Linked DNA regions of Sus scrofa: regions 2 and 3 are each linked to region 1. Evidence: chromatin contacts called from public Hi-C and HiChIP or PLAC-seq data. All regions are on one chromosome and are shown on one strand. The core of a region is the stretch at or near the end of the contact, and the rest is flanking DNA. Distances in the headings are between cores, read along the strand shown. Region 1 holds the start of ZFHX3 (zinc finger homeobox protein 3). Region 2 holds the start of PSMD7 (26S proteasome non-ATPase regulatory subunit 7). Region 3 holds the start of ZNF821 (zinc finger protein 821).

Evidence for each region. A called contact is a pair of places that touch in the nucleus more often than the background predicts. HiChIP or PLAC-seq counts read pairs in DNA pulled down with a chosen protein or histone mark.
Region 2: a contact with region 1 is called in a Hi-C map of subcutaneous adipose tissue, with 1.6 times the contacts expected there. The contact joins the promoter of PSMD7 here to the promoter of ZFHX3 in region 1. A contact is called at or near these places in 1 of 5 promoter capture datasets (fetal skeletal muscle), 2 of 47 Hi-C or Micro-C datasets (epiblast stem cells and subcutaneous adipose tissue) and 1 of 2 datasets of contacts at active chromatin or transcription factors (alveolar macrophages).
Region 3: a contact with region 1 is called in an H3K27ac HiChIP or PLAC-seq map of alveolar macrophages. The contact joins the promoter of ZNF821 here to the promoter of ZFHX3 in region 1. A contact is called at or near these places in 2 of 2 datasets of contacts at active chromatin or transcription factors (alveolar macrophages and skeletal muscle).

Annotation. Positions count from the first base shown.
Region 1 is chr6:15,939,293-15,943,266 of Sscrofa11.1, reverse strand. It overlaps ZFHX3 (zinc finger homeobox protein 3), which reads left to right and starts at 1,966. Exons shown (of 10, transcript XM_021097088.1): 1 at 1,966-2,257.
Region 2 is chr6:17,045,367-17,049,340 of Sscrofa11.1, reverse strand. PSMD7 (26S proteasome non-ATPase regulatory subunit 7) reads right to left here and starts at 1,921. Exons shown (of 7, transcript XM_021093860.1): 1 at 1,729-1,921. The coding sequence starts at 1,802.
Region 3 is chr6:14,868,492-14,872,465 of Sscrofa11.1, reverse strand. ZNF821 (zinc finger protein 821) reads left to right here and starts at 2,147. Exons shown (of 8, transcript XM_021093841.1): 1 at 2,147-2,215; 2 at 3,609-3,671. IST1 (IST1 homolog) reads right to left here and starts at 3,607. Exons shown (of 10, transcript XM_021093850.1): 1 at 3,473-3,607.

The DNA of each region.
Region 1 (3,974 bases), core at 717-3,216:
TCCCCTGTTAAGAAAAGTTAAGGCAAAGCAGCAAAATCAAAGTTCCCGACAGTATAAACATTTTCATATTGTCTTTAATTTATCTGATGGGTGGGGAGTTGCTTCCAGGTAGGACCTGGGGGCCGGGAGTCTGCCTGCTCCTTAAGACTTTTCCAGAGCCATCTCTGGATTGTGTGTGCCGCGTTACTTGTGTTATTGCTCGCATCATCATCTTCATGTATTATTCATAGTCCCTTTTTCAATTAAATTATTAATTGGTTTTCTGTAAGGTGTTCTCAACTCATGTGGCTAATATAAATAATAGTGTGTTTTGAAAACACCACCTGTTCTTGGGCCTGAAGTCAGGCGGTCTGGAAACAGCTCTGCAGTGGCCATACTGGTTTACAAAATCATCCTCCACTTTCCTTTTTTCCATCTCCACTCCCCTCGCCACCCCCCCCCACTCACTCTCTCATGTGTGACAGAATTTGGCTTGTGCTCTCCTTTGTCCCTAATCGGACATGATTCCCTAGAGGCAGTCTTTGCTCCCTGGGCCCCAGCTGGAAAAAAAAAATTTTTTTTTTTTTTTTCCCTGAGTCTCTTACTTGGGCTGAAATGTAGAGAGGGGTTGTCTAGCCCCAACAGGTAAGATATGTTCATTTGAACCTGAATTATATTGGGCCAGATGCCTTCTAGTTTTCATCACCCCTTTCCTCCTGCATCAGTGTGTGCTTAATGCTAATACGATTCCATACATACAGCGCTTCGCCTCATGAGCTTATTATATTTCTAACACTTGCACGGTTCATTATTGTGCAGTCAGAAAGGACTCTCAAGGCTGTGGGGCCAGCCTGGGTGGGTGGCTTTCAGAAAGGGTAAAAGCAGGTGCTTTTCTATGCAGAGAGTCGGGAGTAAATTCAGACCTAGCAGTGGGATTCTGGCAGGGGGACAGGGGACTTCCGGTGAGATTTCTGTGGTGCTGCCTTTGCATGTCAGAATGGAGAAAGTGAACCTGGGGCGGTATAAAAGTGTCCAGCAATTGCTTGGACCAACGGGGCAGCCCCATTAAATTTGACCTGGGTGGTAGAAGCTCCTTACGCAGGGCATGATCTATACGTCTTATCTGTGGCTTTTAAGGCGTCTTGTTAAAGATACTGTAAGGTTAATTGCAGGCTGCGACTTTTCTTCCCCTCTGTCTTTCTCTTTTTTCCTTCTCTCCCATGAAAAACTATCCTTAAGCTGTCACTGGAGAGCAGGGGATGTTTTTTATAAGTTTCCGCAGCTGAAAACAGAAGTTCTCTGTAAAGCAGTTAATAGGATGGGTGTGTGTTGCAAATAAATTCCTGTCCACATTGGCTAATGTCCCCACGCTAGAGTGGCCTGGCTGTGACGTGGATGGGGCCCAGAGACCCATGGCTCTGGTCCGGAGGCCCCAGGCTCCTTGTTGTAGCCGAGGGCGCGTCCCTTTCTTCTCGCCCGATTCTAGGCCGGCCCCCGACTTTTGATGAGTGAGGGGTCAGCGCCCGGGGAGGACCGGGCTTTGTTCCCGCCCGCCCGGCCGGTTCTCCGCGCGGCGCAGGCCGAGCCGCCCAGGGCTCCTGTCCCCGGGTGCGCGCGGCCCAGCCTGCCTGGAGGCCCGTGCCCGGAGCGCGGCCGAGCGCTCGGGCCTCGCGCGCCCGTGTGTCCCTGTGTCCCCGCGGGCGCGGCCGCAGCCCAGCACCCGGCCTACGCCCGGCACGACTGTAGATGTCAGGCTTTGCCCGGGGAGCCGAGCGGCGGCGGGGCTGTGAGTTTCAAATTAACCTTCCGCTTTGTTGCCGTGTAATGTGGATCCCCGAAGGCCCCCCGCCCCGCCTGCCCCCCTTCCCCGGGCGGTGCGCGCCGCGAACTGCGAGTTGAGCTTCATTTACATAAAGCCATTCCGGGCGGGCGGCGGAGCCGGCAGCGGGCAGGCCGGGGACGGGGACGCGAGCGCCGCGCCCCGTGGGTGAATCCCCGCCTCGCGCCCGGGGACCTGCCCTCCCTCCCGGGGAGGGGCGACCGCCGGCCCGGCCGGGGCCGCGAGCATGAGCCCCCCTCCCCTGCCCCGGGCCCCCTCGCACCTAGCCAGAGCCAGCTCGGAGCCCCGGGGGCAGCGGGAGGTGGGGAGAATGCCGCCTGGGGTGGGTGCGTTCGGGGCTCGGGTGCCGCTGGAATTTCCCGTGGTCGCGCCCGCCGCGGCCCCCGGACCTGCGAGTGCCTCCTCCCTCTGGAGGTGTGCGGAGCCTTTGTGTGCCAGGTGAGTGCAGCCTCCCGCCCCCGCCGGCCCGCCTGCCCGCGGGTTCGCGCAGCCGGCCTAGAGCTGCAGGCAGGTGCTGCGAGTCTTGGCTGAACTTCCCATTCTCTTGGGGCATGTGGGGGAAGGGCAGGCTGGATGCACCTGAACTACCTGACTCCCAGTTGGAACCTACCTGGGGTGAGAGCCTCTGCATCGCGCTCAGCACCGAGTCAGGCCCTTCCTCCTTCCCTCCCTTCCATCTTTCTTCCCCTCCCTTCTGCCTTCCTTATTTTGCTTTTGGATTAGTTCCTGCCGGTTGAATATTTGCGGTGCTGGTGTCATTTAGAAGTTTGGGTTCCATTGCCTAAAAATGCACCCTTTTCATCACAAGAGAAGTCACCGGCCAGTTGGAAACAATGCGAAGAATGCGCTTGTTGGGGAGTAATTAAAGGGAGAATCAGAGTTCGTGGAGCTGGAAGGCACCTTTGAAGATAGACTCATTTGAGTTTGTGGGCACTCTGGGAAAACCAGAGCTGCGTCCATTTCCATGGAAAGCGGGGTGGTCAGGAGGGAGAGCTGAGATGTTTGTCCTGTTAAAAGAAGGGGAAGAAGGCCCAAGTTAGGTCAGTGGCAGAAGAAGACAAAAGTAATCATGGTAGGCTAGAGGGGAAAGAACTTTCTGGAAAATGGTCCTTTCTGCTTTGGACATACCTGTGTGATAATGATGGGAAAATGCCCAGAGGGCAAAGATCACAGCCCCTGCCTGCCTGGTGCATTGCCTGGCACTGAAGTGCACGTGCCATAAAGTGGTTTAAATGCAACTCTCAAGCAGGTGAATCCAGGGGGGTCATCCCTTCCTGCACCCACTATTTGAGTCATTTAACTGGCCTGGAGAACTATAGAAGCCACCGACAGATAACCTCAGAGAGGGCTGATGGCCCACTTGGGCACCGGGAGAAGGCCTCTCCCTCAGTCCTGGGCCTGGATGGTGGAATGCATCAAGGCAGAGCAAGGAAGACAACCTTAAGCCTCGAAGGCAGATAGTGAGGAAGTTTCCCGTCGTCTTATTTCACCCTGTGCTTTGAGATCCTTGGCAAAAGGTGACTAAATACATGGAGTATAGTTTAAAGCTCGCGCTGGCTGGAGAACTTGGTTTCTCTGCCGTCAAGCAGCAGGTGTAGAGTCGGCCCCTGGAGTCCCCTCATTCCTAAATTCAGGAGGTGTCAAACCTTCATGTTCTTTTAATGGCTGTGGTTTCTGGATAGGTTTCAAGGGGAAAGCCTAAAAATCACGAGCTCCAGCAGCCTGGGCTGCAGAGGGAGGCGTGAGTGCTGGGGGCAGAAACTGCAGCTGAGAGGCAAACAGGCACCTTCCAGGGCAACCTGATCAAGACAGGCCGAGGCCTGGAACCTGGGCCTGTTCCTTGTTACCACAACAGCCACTGGCGGCCTGAGATTCTGAAGCCTTCTTGTCGCCCAGCCTGAAAAGCAATTAGGGAACCAAGGTGGTGGAATGTGAGGGAAGTCAGGCCACAGAGGTTCTCAGTAACATAAGGGTCTCAACAATGGGGTCATTGGAGAGAGGTCCGTACCTGGATGTTTGCACACCTGTATTTGTGTTCCTTCTGTTCCTCGGAGCCCCCCGAAGGCCCCCTTTCAGAGGGCATGTGGCGCTCTGAGGGCCAAGAGAAAACTTTCCCTCTCTCCCTTCCTTAAATTACAGGACTAAGGAGATTGTC
Region 2 (3,974 bases), core at 672-3,171, 1.1 Mb before region 1:
CTTTTAAACTTTCCCCATCTTCTCTAGCCTCAAATCGTTTCAGGGATAAAGATACTAAAGTAGATCCAGTTTTATGGCCCACCTTGCCAACGCTTCCCCGGAGCATCTATTCTGTCAACAATTTCCACTAGATGTTTTTAACTCTTTGTATCAAATAGAGGCTCAGAAAACCATTCCGATCCAGAGGCATTTGTGTGCCATTTGTGGTCCCTCTGAATGGCTTAATGAGGCAGAAGCTGGAAGTGAGCTGGTGACTAATCATGCTGGTAGGAGGGCTCAATGAATGAGAAAGACTATTTCAGAATTTCTCCATATCAAACCTCATCAGTGATTCTGTCTTAAGGAACTACAACTGTTTTGCTTACATAATCTAATTTCATTGGTTTTCATGTAGAATTCTCCTTTAACCATTAACAAATGAGACATACAGAAACAATACAATTCTATGTTCAAAGCAAAGACAAAAGCCACTGTGAAATGAAGTACAATTCCTTAACAGCTGCTGCTTTCACAATGATTTAACTGTATTTATCAAAACATATGGTTTGGCAAATTTATAAATGCTTACTATATTTAGGGTTTGGATGAAACAAAGTTAAGGATTTTCTATTCTGGTGGTTCTTGTTTTTTTGGAAATCTCTGCTTAAAGGAAACTTCCACACTCAGGGCTTTTCTTCTGATCTACAAAAATCCATCTGCCTTCTTAAAAACACTACAACTGTTATCTGACAGAGCAGCTCACAGTGTCTGCCTGCACTAGGCCCTTAGCAAGTGTTTGTTGAACTTACAGAATAGAACTGAAATGATCCCTCCCTTAGCACCTCTAGTATCCTACAGGAGAAAAACAGTAATTATTTTTAGTGCGATAGCTTGCATATCCTGTTAGGCTAAGGCTCCTACAAAGCAACAGAACTGAAATGGGGACCCTAAACCTCACAGGAGTCTGGAGTTTGTTTTGAAGAAGCTGTACAAAGCAAGTTGCAAGAGAATGAGCACTTAGCAACTCTGACTTTACAGCAAATGCTCCCAACTGGGTCTTGCAGTTTTCCAAATCAAGTAACTATCTGGTAAAACTTCTGAACACGTGTAACAGGTCCAGCGAGACGAACAGCTCACAAACAAGCAAGCAAAGGCGGAAGAAACATCTGTGGGATGTTACCTTATTCATTAATGCCCAAATCTCCAACTGGTCTCATTAAAAACAAAATAATACAAAGAACAAAACCCAAAGCAGACTTGACACCTCATCTACATTTTAAGCTGTCGTCAAACACGATTCCCACTTCGAAACTCTCACAAGTTAAAACCACAGCTCTTCCAGGCGCTGAGACCAGAATTTCGCTGACAGCCTTCACAGGCAAAAAGCGCGAGTCTGAAGGGCTTTACTACGAGACATCAAGTCTTTTTGGCAAAAGGGGGCGGACGAAGTGACAGACGGGCACGAGGCCTGGGAATCAAGGCCAAGAGAAGCTTCCCAGACTCTGGCATCGAACGGACTAGGTAAAAGGAACCAGCAGCCCAGTTCCCGGAGCGTCGGCTGGGCGGCGTGGGAGACAATGCCAGGTGTCTTGGGCTTCGCGAAAGGAGGTTGGTCTGGGACCCTCGGCGACTCAGGGCCCTCCTGGTCCATCAGCGCCCCCGCGGCCGCCGCGCAGTCCCCAGCGCGCCCGTGACTCAGCAGCGGCGGCGCCACCGGCCCGGGTAGGCCGCCCCGTGTCGCCCGCTCACCGATTGAAATGATCCACCACACTCAGCAGCACCAGGGGGTGGACCACCACCTTCTGCACAGCCAGCTCCGGCATCGCGACACACCCCGCCCGCCAGGCCCTGCTCCCCGCGACCCGCAAACGCCGGCGGCCAGAGCGGCAGCGACTCTTTGGGATCCTCCAGGCCCGGCTCCTCCTCTTCCGGCTGGGCCGCTGCCGCGCGGCCCCTTCTTCCGCTCCCAGGGTGCTGCGCGCGCCGGGAGCGGGCTGTCGCTCCCGCTGCCAACTTGAGGAGGGCAAGTTCCCGGGAGGCGGAATCCGCCTCAGGTGACTGGCTGCGAATTTCCGGGGTCTTGATAGCTAAAGGGACACTGGAGACGTTAGAGGTTGACCTCCTGGTGTTTCGCTTGTACCGTTACCCACGGTGGCTTTTCGCTTCCATGCCTTCCCAACTCCCCTCCCCCATCGGAAATCTCGAGAAAATACTAAGAAAAAAATGTAAACAGTGATATGTAGTAGTTCCACCATTCAGCAAATGTTGACCTTTGCTTCTAGTCAGAGTCGTCTACAATTTCTTAGAGGAACTAATTTTAAGTCTCCAGCATTAGGGCATTCCCTTTAAGTAGATATGATAGTTTATCTCATTATCATCTTGTCAGGGAATTTCTCCTTAGTCTTCGCTATAGATGATAAGCAAACAATCAGCCTGTCTGTATTTTTCCACCTATCTTTATATTACTTACCATTTAACAAAGGATAGAATAATGCCGTTTGTGCCTAGAGTCAGATCATTCATACAGGTTGATGTTCAAATAAAAACTTAGAAAAAGATTGAAAAAGATGGGAAGCAAGAAGAAAATGTGTTTTCATTTTTCGCTGAGAAAGAGAAAAAATACTAAAAGGGGAAATGTAGAAAAAATACTAAAAGGGGAAATACTAAAAATACTAAAAGGACTTAAGGTTATTTGCAGAAAGACGCAAATGACTTAAAATCCATGCAAGTTTAGTCGCCGGACTGACTTATAAGTTGCTGTTTCTGTCAACAAAAATAATACTTACGCAACTTGAATTATTTAGTTACTGTTCATCCTCTTTTTAAACACCTTTTACCTCCCTGGGTCACGGAGGATCTGACCTCTCTGAAAAATGACCAGGAGATTTTGCTCTGAATCTTAGCCACCTTCCAGTATAGTCAGGGAGCTTTTGATATTCTTTATGGATTTTACCCCTCACTTTTATTTCATGTACTCTTCCTACTTTTGAGAACACTGTTTTGTATTTTCCTCGTTTTTTAAAGTGTTTTTGATTTGGCTATCAGGTGATTTCTGCTACTTCTTAAGATAATAGAACTTGTAAATTGAGAACATTTAAGTCAGCCCCATTGTGAGTTAAAGCATGCTTGCTGGTGTTTAAAGTAGATTCTCTTGTTTCATCTCTTGTGTGATGCTGTTCAACAGAGGGTAGACATAGATCTGTTAGACAAAGAGCTTGGAGTCTAAAGGAAGAATTTTGGGCGGCTAAAATATATAAAGACTATAAGGAAGACAACTTAAAATCATAATGTATTTTCCATGTTGCCCTATTTTTTTTCTTTTTCTTTTTTTTTAAAGTGGAACTGACTTGAAATCATAACTGATTTTGTAGCCACTTCTAGGGAAGGAATTCATTCGGCTGAATACAGAGGGAGATATAAGAAATCTAATTTCTTTTGTTCATTTAATTCTGGGCTTTAAGAGGATCTGATGAGAGCATAAGGATAATAATTTTCTTTTTTTAAAGAAAAATATTATTTAATTTGCTTTCTATTGAAGTATAGTTAATGTACAGTGTTATATAAGTTATAGGTGTACAATATAGTAATTCACAAATTTTAAAGATTATATTCCATTTGTAGTTATTATAAAATATTGGCTAAATTCCTCATGTTGTACAATATATCCTCGTTGCTTATTTTATAATAATACCTTATACCTCTCAATCCCCTACCCATGTCTTTCTTTTTTAGTGTTAAATTCTCCTTTCCTCATATTTATTGAGATGTTACTCACACATAACATGTAAGTGTAAGGTGTGTAATATAGTGGTTTGCTACACATACATATTGCAAAATGATTACCATAATAAGTTAGTTAATACTTCTATCACCTCACATAATTACTATTTTCTTTTTGTGGTGAGAACATTTCAGAGCAACTTTCAAATATGTAACACAGTGTTGTAAACTGTAGTCATCATACTTGACCTTGGAGCTCCATCTTGTAATCGTAA
Region 3 (3,974 bases), core at 898-3,397, 1.1 Mb after region 1:
TGACTAATCAAAGGACAATGTGGTATTATATCTATACAACGGAATATTATTTGGCCATAAAAATGAACAAAGAACTGACCCACATACTACAACATGCATGAACCTTGAAAACGTCATGCTAAGTTAAAGGAGCCAGACACAGAGGCCCCATATTGTATGATTCCATTTATGTGAAATGCTCAGAATATGCAAATTCATAGAAACACTAAGATTAGTGATTGTCAGGGGCTGGAAGAAAAATGGGAAGTGATTAGTATGGGGTTTCTCTTTATAGTGATGAAAATGTTTTGGAATTAGATACCGGTGATGTTACACAACCTGTGAAGATACTAAAAAAAAAAAAAAATTCATTTTTACACTCTAAAAGGGTGAATTTCATTGTATGCGAATTATATCCTAATAAATTTTTAAATGAAGTTTAAATTGTCCTACCAATACTGTTGTAAAGTCCTAACAAGTTCTTCCTAGGAGCCAATAAACATAAACCAGAAGATATTTCAAGGGAAAGTTTATATACTTAAAGTGTCAGAATAGCATAATTCCATGAGTAGACTGGGAAAGTAGAAATTAAAAATGAAGCTGAAAAAAAATCCATGACTCATGAAAAAGTCTTCTAGATTCAGAACAAGTTTAGGTGAGAACAGAGGAAAAATAAACTAATTCTTTATTCAACAATTTTCCCCTCATTTGACTATAATCCTGAATCACAACACTTCAGAGGTGTTTCTAGAACACATGAACATTTATTACGATTCCTTTTTTTTTTTTTTTTTTCAGCTCAAGGAGATGAAACAAGCAGCCCAGTGTTACACATTATTATTTGAAGAAGCCAAGAAATTTCACTGGAGGCTCTCTCCTAATGCTTTACCTGATAGCTATTTTCATGTTGAAAATATCAACTACATCAAATTTAAAGTGACATAATAAAGCTATATCTGTATTCCTCAGTCTAAACTCATCAGGAATTACTGTTAAGTATAAAAGCCAATATTTATTCCAGCTTGCATTCTTACACTGTCTGAAAACCTTCTGGGGGGATGAGAATAATCCATTTTCTGGCTACCCAGGAATTAAAATTTTCAATGAAATTTACAAGTTTTCTTAACTGAAATTAAGAATAACTCCCAGCTCATCCCAGCCAAAGGAATGAAAGAGTAAATAAGACATTCACTACAGAATTTGAAGGACCAAGATCCTTTCACATTAAACACAGGATGAAGACAATGGTATCATCTCCTTAGAGATTTCTGAAAAAAACATTTTGCAAGAACGCTTTATGCAAATACAAGGACTTGTTGCTTTATAAGCAAGGCTCGGTATCCTCATTAGCTCTGTCTTTGTGGGGCCAGTGACCACAAGGAATATTTGCATAATACTTTCATATATTCATTTTACTTAATTAGCACAACAACTATAAGAGAATAGAGGCCAGGAATTATTACATCGTTATCCATTTTATATTTTACCAAGGAGTTCAGAATAGGGAAGTGGCTTGCCCAAAGTAATCAGGCTGGTCAGTAGCAGAGAGCTGAGACTCAAAGCTGGATATTCTAAAGTCAGACCCAATCTTCTTTCCATTGCATGCCCTCCTTCTCCAAGTGCGCTATATCAAAGGCAGGCTTAGGCACTCTACAGGACGACAGAATGGGAGGAAAGGAAGGAAGGTGGTGAGGAAATAGAAGGGGATGATGAGAGGGGAAGTGTTTTATTAGGAGGTGAGCTTAACCACTCTCAATTATCCCAAAATGCCTCTTTAGTGGCAAAAGAGGCACAAGCTACCCTTCTAAATTAATCCTACGCCCCTAGGTCTACAGCTACTGTTATTTTATTAGTTAAGAATCATGTAGGAGAGACCAGTATCCACGAGGACGCGGGTTCGATCCCTGGTCTGGCTCAGTGGGTTAATAAGGATCCTGCGTTGCCATGAGCTGTGGTGCAGGTCGCAGATGCAGCTCGCATCTGGCGTTGCTGTGGCTGTGGCGTAGGCCAGTAGCTGCAGCTCTGATTCCATCCCTAGCCTGAGAACCTCCATATGCCACAGGTGCGGCCCTAAAAAGAAAAAAAAAAAAAAAATTATGTAGGAGACACAAACGTCAAAAAAATCTAAAGCTTTTTCTCTTAGGTTCTGACAGCTGAACTTAGCCCCTCCCACAAAGGCCCGTGGACCCTAGGTCTCCGTCACATTAAACTCCTTGGGGGCCGAAGAAACCGTGAGGTGAGGGAAATGAAGGGAAGAGGGTTTGGGTTGGGGAAAGGAGTTGGGTACTAAGGTTGAACGAAGGAGAAGGGGTGGCTGCGGTGGAGCTGTGGTTGGGGGATGTGGGTTTTGTGGCTGAACTCGAAGGTGGGGTAAGAAACCAGGTTCAGAGCTGACAGTCCCGGTGGAGGTTTCAGGTTCAGGAGAGGATAGGGGAGCTGAGGGGCCGACAGGGCCATAGCGCGACGTGGGAGTGTACGAGGCTGGGGGGGTCTCTCCGGCGCGAGGATGGAGGCGAGGCCCCTCTCCAATGTCTGTGATTGGATGCTCCCTTAAGGCCCACCTCCCGGGACCCCTTGCCTTTCAAGCCCCGCCCACGCCATCGGGCGCGCGCCTGGGAGCGGGGAGGGGGACCGAACTGGAGTAGGGGGGAGGGGGAGGGAGAGGAGAGGCTCGTGCACGCGCCCCACTCGCTGCGGGTGCGCGAGCTGCGCGCTCCCGCCGCCCGCGTCGCCATCTTTTCCCCCTCCGTCTGTCTGTCTGCCGTGGGCTTTGTCCGTCTGCAGCGCCACCCCTCGGCTCCCCGCCACCGGCTCGGCCCGGAGCTGCCCTCTGCCCGCTGGGGCCCAGTCCCGGAAAGCCCCGGTTCGGCCGGCCTGAGCTGCGGCCCGTGGCCCATTGTCCGGCGGTCCGTCTGTCCGTAGGCGGGGCCCAGGGACCCGGAGAGCCGCGGAGCGCGGAGGCGCCGGGTAAAAAGACCCTCGACTCTTTCCCTCCCAGGCCAGACAGAGGATGCAGGGCTCCTCACCCCCCACCCTCGGTCGCCGGCTGTCGGCCCTTTTGTCTGTCTGTGTCTGGGGAGGGGACCAGGGGCTCGCTCCGGCTTGGGGGGCGGGGGCAGCCCAGGCTCTGACCCTCCCCCTGCCCCGGGCTCCCGCGACGAGGCCTGACCTGGCTGCCTCCCCGCGGCGGCCGTTCCTCTTTCCGTCTCTCCGGCGGTCTCGGGCGAGGGAGGGGCGTCCGCGCCGCCGCCCTCCCCGCGTGGGCCCAGGTCGGGCTCAGTCGGCACCGCCGGGACGGCCCCGGCGTCTGACAGGCTGTTCTGGGGGAGGGGGAGGATGGGCGTGGGAGTGCAGATCGGGGTATCTGTCCCGCGTCTGGGTCTCGCAAACGGGCTTCTAAATTTAGATTTCTGAGTAGCCCGTGTTGTCTGGGGTTTGTCTGAGCCGCATCGGAAGACCTCTGTCTCTTGTATGATAATTCCCGGGAATCTACCTGTGCTCACGCTTGAAGATGCCGGAGGGACCATCTCGGCTGATTATACGCACGCTCCAGACCAAACACAAGTGGGAACAGGGTGAGCAGTGAGGCGGCTACGTGACCGGCTTTCCTGTCCTCTCCTTTTTGGCAGATACAAATCACTGGGATTCAGGCAAATTAACTTTGCTCCGTGGGAACTGCACCAGAGCTGGAGGTAAGAATGCACCCTCTTTTTTGAAAGGTTGGATTTCACCCGTTTTTCCCTTGCTAAAGTCCAGTGTGTCCTGGAAGCTGCAACCTAACACCTGTGGGAGAGCAGGAATAGTGTTAAAGGGAGACGTTGGCCTCGCTCCCAAGGATTCTTAACCTCGTTCTAAAGACAGACAAAACTGCCTCCCTTTGTAAATGGAACCTCTTGTAGACCTGAATCTCACCGGTTACCTTTCTTCCCATCCTGTTTTTCTTCCAGATGGTGATGTTCAGGCTCTCCTTTTACATTTTTATGTTGGTTTCAGAT